2 separate regions of the Canis lupus genome follow, and region 2 is linked to region 1. A link is a contact called in public Hi-C data. All regions are on one chromosome and are shown on one strand. The core of a region is the stretch at or near the end of the contact, and the rest is flanking DNA. Distances in the headings are between cores, read along the strand shown.

The links. A called contact is a pair of places that touch in the nucleus more often than the background predicts.
Region 2: a Hi-C map of amygdala shows a contact between it and region 1, with 2.3 times the contacts expected there. The contact joins two enhancer-like sites. A contact is called at or near these places in 4 of 9 Hi-C or Micro-C datasets (amygdala, blood, liver and 1 more).

Annotation. Positions count from the first base shown.
Region 1 is chr8:61,683,625-61,687,179 of UU_Cfam_GSD_1.0, reverse strand. No RefSeq gene overlaps it. Among named protein-coding and RNA genes, the nearest start is that of NRDE2, 20 kb to the right of the region's middle. Within about 2 kb of position 2,114, at least 3 of the 20 cell types and tissues checked have an H3K27ac peak or open chromatin away from gene starts, as enhancers often do.
Region 2 is chr8:62,043,639-62,047,666 of UU_Cfam_GSD_1.0, reverse strand. All of the region lies in intron 3 of TTC7B (tetratricopeptide repeat protein 7B), which reads left to right. Among named protein-coding and RNA genes, the nearest start is that of TTC7B, 47 kb to the left of the region's middle. Within about 2 kb of position 2,051, at least 10 of the 20 cell types and tissues checked have an H3K27ac peak or open chromatin away from gene starts, as enhancers often do.

The DNA.
Region 1 (3,555 bases), core at 865-3,364:
TTTCTGCAAAGGAATGAACGGGAAGGGTTTGTCAAGGGCGAGGAGTCAGAAAGTCTGAAAAACATTTTTTTGAGAAAGAAAAAATTCCAGTAAATTGGAACAATGCCCTTCCAATAAGACTCAAAGGCCCCGGGTGCTCAGGAACTCTAAAGGACCCCAAGTTCATGTGCCAAAAAGCCAGCCCTACTTCGGTTGGAATCCAGCCCCCTCCCTGGGCCACTAGAAGCTGAAAGAAGGGGAGATAGCAGAGCCCCCCCACCCGCCCTGGGGGAAGATGGGGGTTCTGGACCAGCCGTGCTCTGAGCCAGCTGCAGTCTTGGGCCGGATTTTTCAGGTCCCCGTGTTTGGTCACACGTGCTGCTGTCACTGTCAAGGGCTCTCTGGCTTGGAAATCCTCCTGGAGATTTGGGGCATGGTGAGCCTGCGTGGTCCCAACATGAGCAAGGTGCTGTGCGGCAGCCAGCATTAGGGCCGAGGCTTCTCAGGACCCCTCAGGAGCTTAACTGCAAGGTTTTTAAAAGGCTCCTATGCGTGGAGGACCAAAGGGCATGGGTCAGCCCTGCAGGAACTTACAGATAAATCGCTGCCAATTCAGGAGAGGGTAGATGATCAGGTAGGGGCCTGGCCCCACGGTGACCGTGTGCCTACAGGCTGGGGCCTAGTGCGAGTGACCAAGCCTGCCTGACCTTAATATTATCCATTATCCCCTGCCAAGGAAGAGGAAGCAGGGGGCGTTAGATGGGTGAGCACCACTGTGGGGAAGAAGGACTCCCTCCTGCAGAGCCCGAGCCCAGCTTCCTGCCCGGTCTTCCACCTCAGTCACACCTGGTCTGGCAGCTCACAGCTGCCTGCATAAATCTCAGACCATCGGGTGCTTAGACAGCTGTGCACCTACCTGTCTTGTGTTCTCTCTTCCGCCCCAAGTTTAATATTAATATTGATTCCTAATACTGAACACCTGACTTAACTGCGGATGCATTTCCACGTAGAGACCAACACTATCCAGTTTAGAATGTGTTGCTAAGAAGATGGGGATTCTTTCCTGAATAATTATGCCTGGGCTTAGTTGCATCAGTAAGTAAGCAAATACCAGAGATAATTATTTACTGATTATTATGAATTCAGTGTATTTTCCCTCCGCACCTTAGATTTACTTTGCTGTCGTCTCTTTGAAAAATGGTCATGAAGGATGCCTATTTAACGTGTACTGTTAAGGATGTCGTTTGACTTTTCAGTGCGTTGCTTAAAACCACATCTCAGCTGTAACGTTTTCATAAATAATTTTTGACGCAAAGACCAAGGAAAGAATTCACCTATTTCTGACAGAGCACTTTGTTTGAAACATTTTGCCGGCAAATTCTGATCTCATAACTGCCCATGCCCTTAGATATGTTCTTTTTTTTTTTTTTTTTTTTTTTTTTCTGGAGGAGCATCTGGGTAGTTTATATATGTTCTGTTTTGAATGTCAGGTCACATTCCAAATTCACTCTGTAAGCTTCCGAGAGCTGCTCTTTGCTGGGGCCTGGGCCTAAGCACCCCCATGCTATGGAAATCAAAGATGAGGGACGCTTGGGTGGCTCAGGGGTCAAGCATCTGCCTTGAGCTCAGGTGTGATCCTGGGGTCCTGGGATTGAGTCCACGCATCTGAGTCCCAGGGGGAGCCTGCTTTTCCCTCTGCCTGTGTCTCTGCCTCTCTCTGTGTGTCTCTCATGAATAAATAAAATCTTAAAAAAAATAAAAATAAAATCAAACTCTTCTTGTGAGCAGGTCTTAGCCTGAGAGGCTCTTTTGCTGGACCTGGGAGGGGTGTGGGGAGGGGGTGGGGAGGTGCTCTAGGTTGGGGAGCCTCCGAAGGAGTTGGGAATAAAAGCGGTGTGGTGACGCCACCGTCGGGCTCCTGCGGGCACTGCAGGCAGGGGGAGCAGAAACCACCCGTGAAACCTTGTGTTGCGTGGGTGAAAGCAGCAGTGGGAGGGCCTCAGTGTGCAAAATGGACTGGAAGGACCCTGGAGTGCGCCGGCAGCGTGCTTAAATGTTGCAAGTACAGTGTGACGATAGTACTGATTACAATGACAGACCATTTCCAACCTTTTGGAGGAGGAGAGGGTCACGGACCCTTTAAGAATAGAAGGAGGGGCACCTAGGGGGCTCAGTGGGTGAGCATCTGCCTTCGGCTCAGGGCATGACCCTGGGGTCCTGGGATTGCGGCTCACATCAGGTTCCCCACTGGGAGCCTGCTTCTCCCTCTGCCTGTGTCTCTGCCTCTCTCTGTGTGTCTCTCATGAATAAATACATAAAATCTTAAAAAAAAAAAAAAAAAAAAGAATGGAACAAAAGCTTTGGATCTTCTCCCCAGAAAATAAGCACACATGTACCAAGTATTATGTGTAATTTTTTTTGGGGGGGCTCTTGTGTCCCAGTGGGTGATGAAATGGGTGGATTTGGTATTCCCCAAAGGGAACAGGAATAGCACAGTGCAGCTGGTGGAAGTCAGCTGGGAAAGGAGGTAGTTCAGGAAAGGGACTAGGACGGGCAGAAATGTGGAGATGCTCTCTGAGCAGCACATTTGTGTCTAGGGTTGTGTGAGGAGAGGCCCAGCAGCGGGGCTGGAGGGGAAGAACTGAGTCATTTGATCTGATCCCACGAGTTTTCCTTTTGAGGGATGCCTGGCTGACTCAGTCGAAGGAGCATGTGACTCTTGATCTTGGGGTTGTAAGTTTGAGCCCCACGTTGGGCATGGAGATCACTCTTTTAAAATCTTAAAAAAAAAAAAAAAAGAAAAGAGAGAGAGAGAGAGAGAGTTTTCCCTTTTAGAATAAGTGAGCTCCTGGAGTTAACAAAAAAGCAAAAGGCAATCAAGTACTTCCCCAATATAAATAATGGAGGCAATAAATATGTCAGTAGTATTCCTAGAGGGGTTTGAGATTGCTGCCCTAAAAAACCCCCATAAAATAAAGAAACCAACGCGAGGTAAATTCCCAAGTGCACCTTTTCATTAATATTCATTATAAAGCTTAAAAATGAAGCGTAAGTGGTAAGAATCAAGATCAGGAGAGAAGCTGACCGTTTAAGATTACAGTTATTAAAATAAGCTTTCAGAGGAACAGATACATCCAGATGTCTACACTTTTCAAAATCGTTTTCACGGTGTCAGTGTGCCGCAGCGAGAGCGGTGTAAGTGAGGACACCGTGTCTCTCCTGTTCCAGGTTCTCTGCTGGCATCACCAGAGCTGGCGGCTGACAAAGCAGCACCTTAGGCTCTGTAAGCTGCACTCCAGTGGGAGCTCTCTGGGGTCTGATCTCCTGGGAGCAGATGTGAGGAAGTAGACCATTCTCCCCAAAGACATAAGGGAGACAATATGGTTAGTTTCCAGAATATCCAGGGCCAGGGCCCATGTTCCACAGGAAATCATCACCCTGACACTTGGGTTTGGGGAATTCACCTGTTCTCCGGACTGGGGCCAAAGCAATACACCTACCTGTTCTGGGGACTACAGAGGGGCATAGCCCTGAATCTTCCCCTCGGTCACCCTTCCCAAAGGGTCTGGTGGCCAT
Region 2 (4,028 bases), core at 802-3,301, 360 kb before region 1:
AGGTAATCAAGAGTGGAGCCCTCCTGCCTCCCCAAAGTCATCTTTTCCTGTATGACGGAAGCTCAGGTTCTTGATGAGCGCTCCTGCTAATCAAGACAGGTGTAGGCATGGCTGAGCACTTTTTTCAGATTCTGGAGGTCCTGTCCTGGTCTTCCCTCCTCTGTCCCGCCTGTGGTCTGCTCCAGGTTGCCGCTGGCCTGCCTGCCTGCCTGCCTGCCCTCACCACTCCCAGGCCCACTTCCTGCCTCTGCTTGTCTTCCTCCTCCAACTGGGGTCTCCTCCCTTTCCCTGCGAGGAGTCCACCCTGGCTCACATGTCAGTTATAGCCCCGCTAGTTCTATTGTCCACTTCCTTTTTTTTTTTAAGATTTATTTATTTATTCATGAGAGACACAGACTGAGAGAGAGGCAGAGACATAGGCCAAGGGAGAAGCAGGCTCCTCATAGGGAGCCTGATGCAGAACTCAATCCAGATCCGGAGATCACCACCTGAGCTGAAGGCAGACGCTCAACCACTGAGCACCCAGGTGTCCCCTGTTGTCCACTTCCATTTCTCCTTCTCTTCCACTTCTATTTATAGTTAGTACCATCCAATTTGGCATTCGGCTTTTGTGTAATTATTTATCTGTCACTTGCCTCTCTCAAACTAGATGGTATGTTTAGTTAATTTATTAACCTAGCAAATAATATGAGTGCCTGCTCTGGGTTGGGTTCTGAGGCTGTGTCATGTCTAAACTGTGTTTTGTGTCCCCACATTTGCACCAGGAATAGTGCTTGCCACACAGGGCTACTTGTGATGGGATGGTTCTTTAAACATTTTTCCCTGACAATCCTGGGGTTATCTACTCAGGTAGATCAACTCTACCTGAGTAACACACAACTTGCTTAAGCCAAAGTACAGTGTCTTCATTGTATTCTGAAATCCTCTCCCTTTTAGATAAAAATAGATTTTGGTTTGGGCCTGATATGAAACAATTAATCTTGTCTCTAACTCCTACTATGTTCAGTTTCTGATTGGATTATCCCAGTCTGTGGACTACCTTTCAGGTGGTGGGGCTCTAGAAAACCTGTCTCCATGACTCCTTTTCTTTAAAAGCCACTGACTGGGTGTGCTTAATGCTGTTTTTTCTCTCCTGCCTTATGTGCTAGCTGATGTATTTTTCACTCTTAGGATCTGGGTCCTTACTGCTAGGATCTCCTTGGGGCCTAGACTCATACAAAGCGGGCCAGGTTTTAAAAGATCACTTAGTTCATACTCTTGTTTGATATTTTAAAAACCAGGACTCCTTACTCCTGAGACAGTGCTCACTGTGCCACTACCCATCACTTGGCTTCCATCATTTCCAAACCATGTCTGGTGTTCATTTTCTTCCCCCAAATGTTCCTGATGCTTCGGGAATGAAAAAAGCATCCATATTTGGAAAGCTCCGAGCTCTCTGGGGGCGGGAGCAGAGCACAGACTGTTCTGTGGAGAAGGAGGGTGTCAGAGCTGGCTCTCCAGGCTCTCTCCCTTAGGCTGGGGCTAGAGCAGGAGAGTGGGCAGCTGTGGTCGCTGGGGCTGGTGCTCGTGCTCCCTGGGCAGAGCCTTGACCCGCCAAGCAGGCAGGGGCCCGTGCTACCCTGCAGGATACACCGCAGCCCCACAAGACAGGGAGGGGCCTCAGCTTTGGTGAGCTCCTACTGTGTGCCTCCTTCTGGAATACTAGTGGAAAATGATTAATAACTACGGCATTAAAGACAATTCCTTCTAAATACCATTGTAAGCCCTTGCCCCCTAGCGCCCTTAGTCCCCACAGCAACCCTGCTAGACAGAAGTGGGTAGCTGGGTGGGAGGGGGGTCCCCTGTTCCAGCCCCTGGAAGGGGCGCCCTTTTTCTCTTTTGCTGTCAAGGGCTTGCTTCCTAGATTGGGACTGGCGTGTCGTGTAGGGAGGACCGCCCCCACAGGTGACCTCCAGGGACTGCCGTGTGGACCCCGGGGTCCCCGGGGGCCTCTGCGCGAGCCGCTCCCAGGAGCTCTTGGAGACCTTCCGGCTCCCTGAACAGCACAGACAGCATTCGGGGTTCTTGTTTAAGCAGTGCAGTTCCCTGGTGCTGTGGGCACGTCCCAGAGCCCGCACCCCATAGGCCCCGAGCCAGACCACCTGCTCCGGGCCCCGGGGCCGCCCCGAAGGGGACCACCGCCAGCAGCCGCTCCAGGGCTGCCGCGCCGCCTGCCGCCGCCAGGGGGCGCGAGAGCCGCGTCCTCGCCGGACGCCCGGGGCCGCGCATGCGCAGAGCACGCCCCAGCCCCCAACGCCCCAGCGCCCCAGCCCCCCGCGGCTCCCGCCCGCCCGCGGCCTCCCCTGCTCTCGCCGGGGTGACTCGCCGCAGGCCCCGAAATCGGGGTGGTAGTGAGGTTGCTCGCTGGGTCAGGGGTCGGCGGGACTCCCGGCGGTTCTGGAAGCCGTGCCCCCGGAGCCCCCACCGCGCCCCAGCGGCCCCCTGCGGGCGTCCGCGCTCCCGGGGCCTGGCAGCCTGCGGTGCGGGCATCGCGGGGGGGGGGGGGGGGGGTAGAGGGGGATGGGGAGGGGGCGGGGGTGTGCCGGCCGGGGCTGGCCGCCTGCGGTGCGGGCCATCGCGGGGGGGGGGGGCGGGAGATGGGGGATAGAGGGGGTGTGCCCGCCGGGCTGGCAGCCTGCGGTGCGGGCATCGCGGGGGGGGGGGGGTAGAGGGGGAGGGGGCGGGGGTGTGTCGGCCGGGGCTGGCCGCCTGCGGTGCGGGCATCGCGGGGGGGGGGGGGGGGAGGGGGAGGGGATAGAGGGGTGTGCCCCCTGGGGCTGGCAGCCTGCGGTGCGGGCATGGGGGCGGGAGGGAGTAAAGGGGGATGGGGAGGGGGCGGGGGTGTGCCCGCAGGGGCCTGGCAGACTTCGGTGCGGACATCGCGGGGGGGGGGGGGGGGGGAGGGGTAGAGGGGGATGGGGAGGGGGCGGGGGTGTGCCCGCTAGGGCCTGGCAGACTTGCTAGGGCCTGGCAGACTTCCGTGCGGGCATTACGGGGGGGGGGGGGGGGGGGGGGGGGGCCCGCCGGGGCTGGCAGCCTTCGGTGCGGGCATCACCGGGGCGGTGGGGGGGGGTGGAGGGGGTACCCGCGGGGGCCTGGCAGCAGTTTCAGCGGCTCCCTTTGGTCGTGGCCAACCCCCCCCCCCCCCAGTAAGGACCCCGCCCAGGGAAGGTGATCCCGGGGGACTGCTCAGTTCGGATGTACCAGCCTTCACGTGACGGTGCCTAGGCCCGGCCTTTAGGAAGGGGATGCTTGCTCATGACCCTCTAGGCATCCCGGGGGCGAAGTCCTGACCTGGAATCACTGACGGCGCCTCCCCGCTAGCGGAGTGCTCGGGGGGTGGGCAGTTGGGGGGTGGGCAGTTGGGCCCGGGGCTCCAGGCTCGGGGTGCCAGCGCCCCTATGTGACCTCGGGCCCCTCAGGAACCCTTGGAGCCTGGACTTCAGCTGCAGAGTGAGCAGAGAAGATAGGGGAGCCAGTTTTTTCCCTTGAGAAGCTGCCTTTCTTTCTTTCTTTCTTTCTTTCTTTCTTTCTTTCTTTCTTTCTTTCTTTCTTTCTCTTTCTTTCTTTCTTTCTTTCTTTCTTTCTTTCTTTCTTTCTTTCTTTTTCTCTTTTCTTTCTTTTCTTTTCTTTCTTTTTTTTCTTTTCTTTCTTTCTTTCACCTTTAGATCCCTTTAGGGACAGTGGAAAAAAAAGAAAAGAAAAGAAAAGTCGATGGGTGGAGGGAACAGGGTGAAAGAGGTGGGGCCTGGGGAGCCCTCGCTAAGTGCTGGCTCTTGCCAGTGTGCCAAACCCAGAAAAAGTGGCTGCGGGGGCACAAGGGTGGGAGGAGCTTTGAGGGCAGGGCGTTGGGGGGGGATGTCGTGTGGGCACAAGCCTTCCCACTGGTGATCTCAGGCCTCCTCCCAGCGATGTCACGGTGCTGCCACTGGTGGGAGGCTGCATGCAGTGGAGCTGTTCATCTCAGGTTGCTAGTCAAAGCTTCCTGT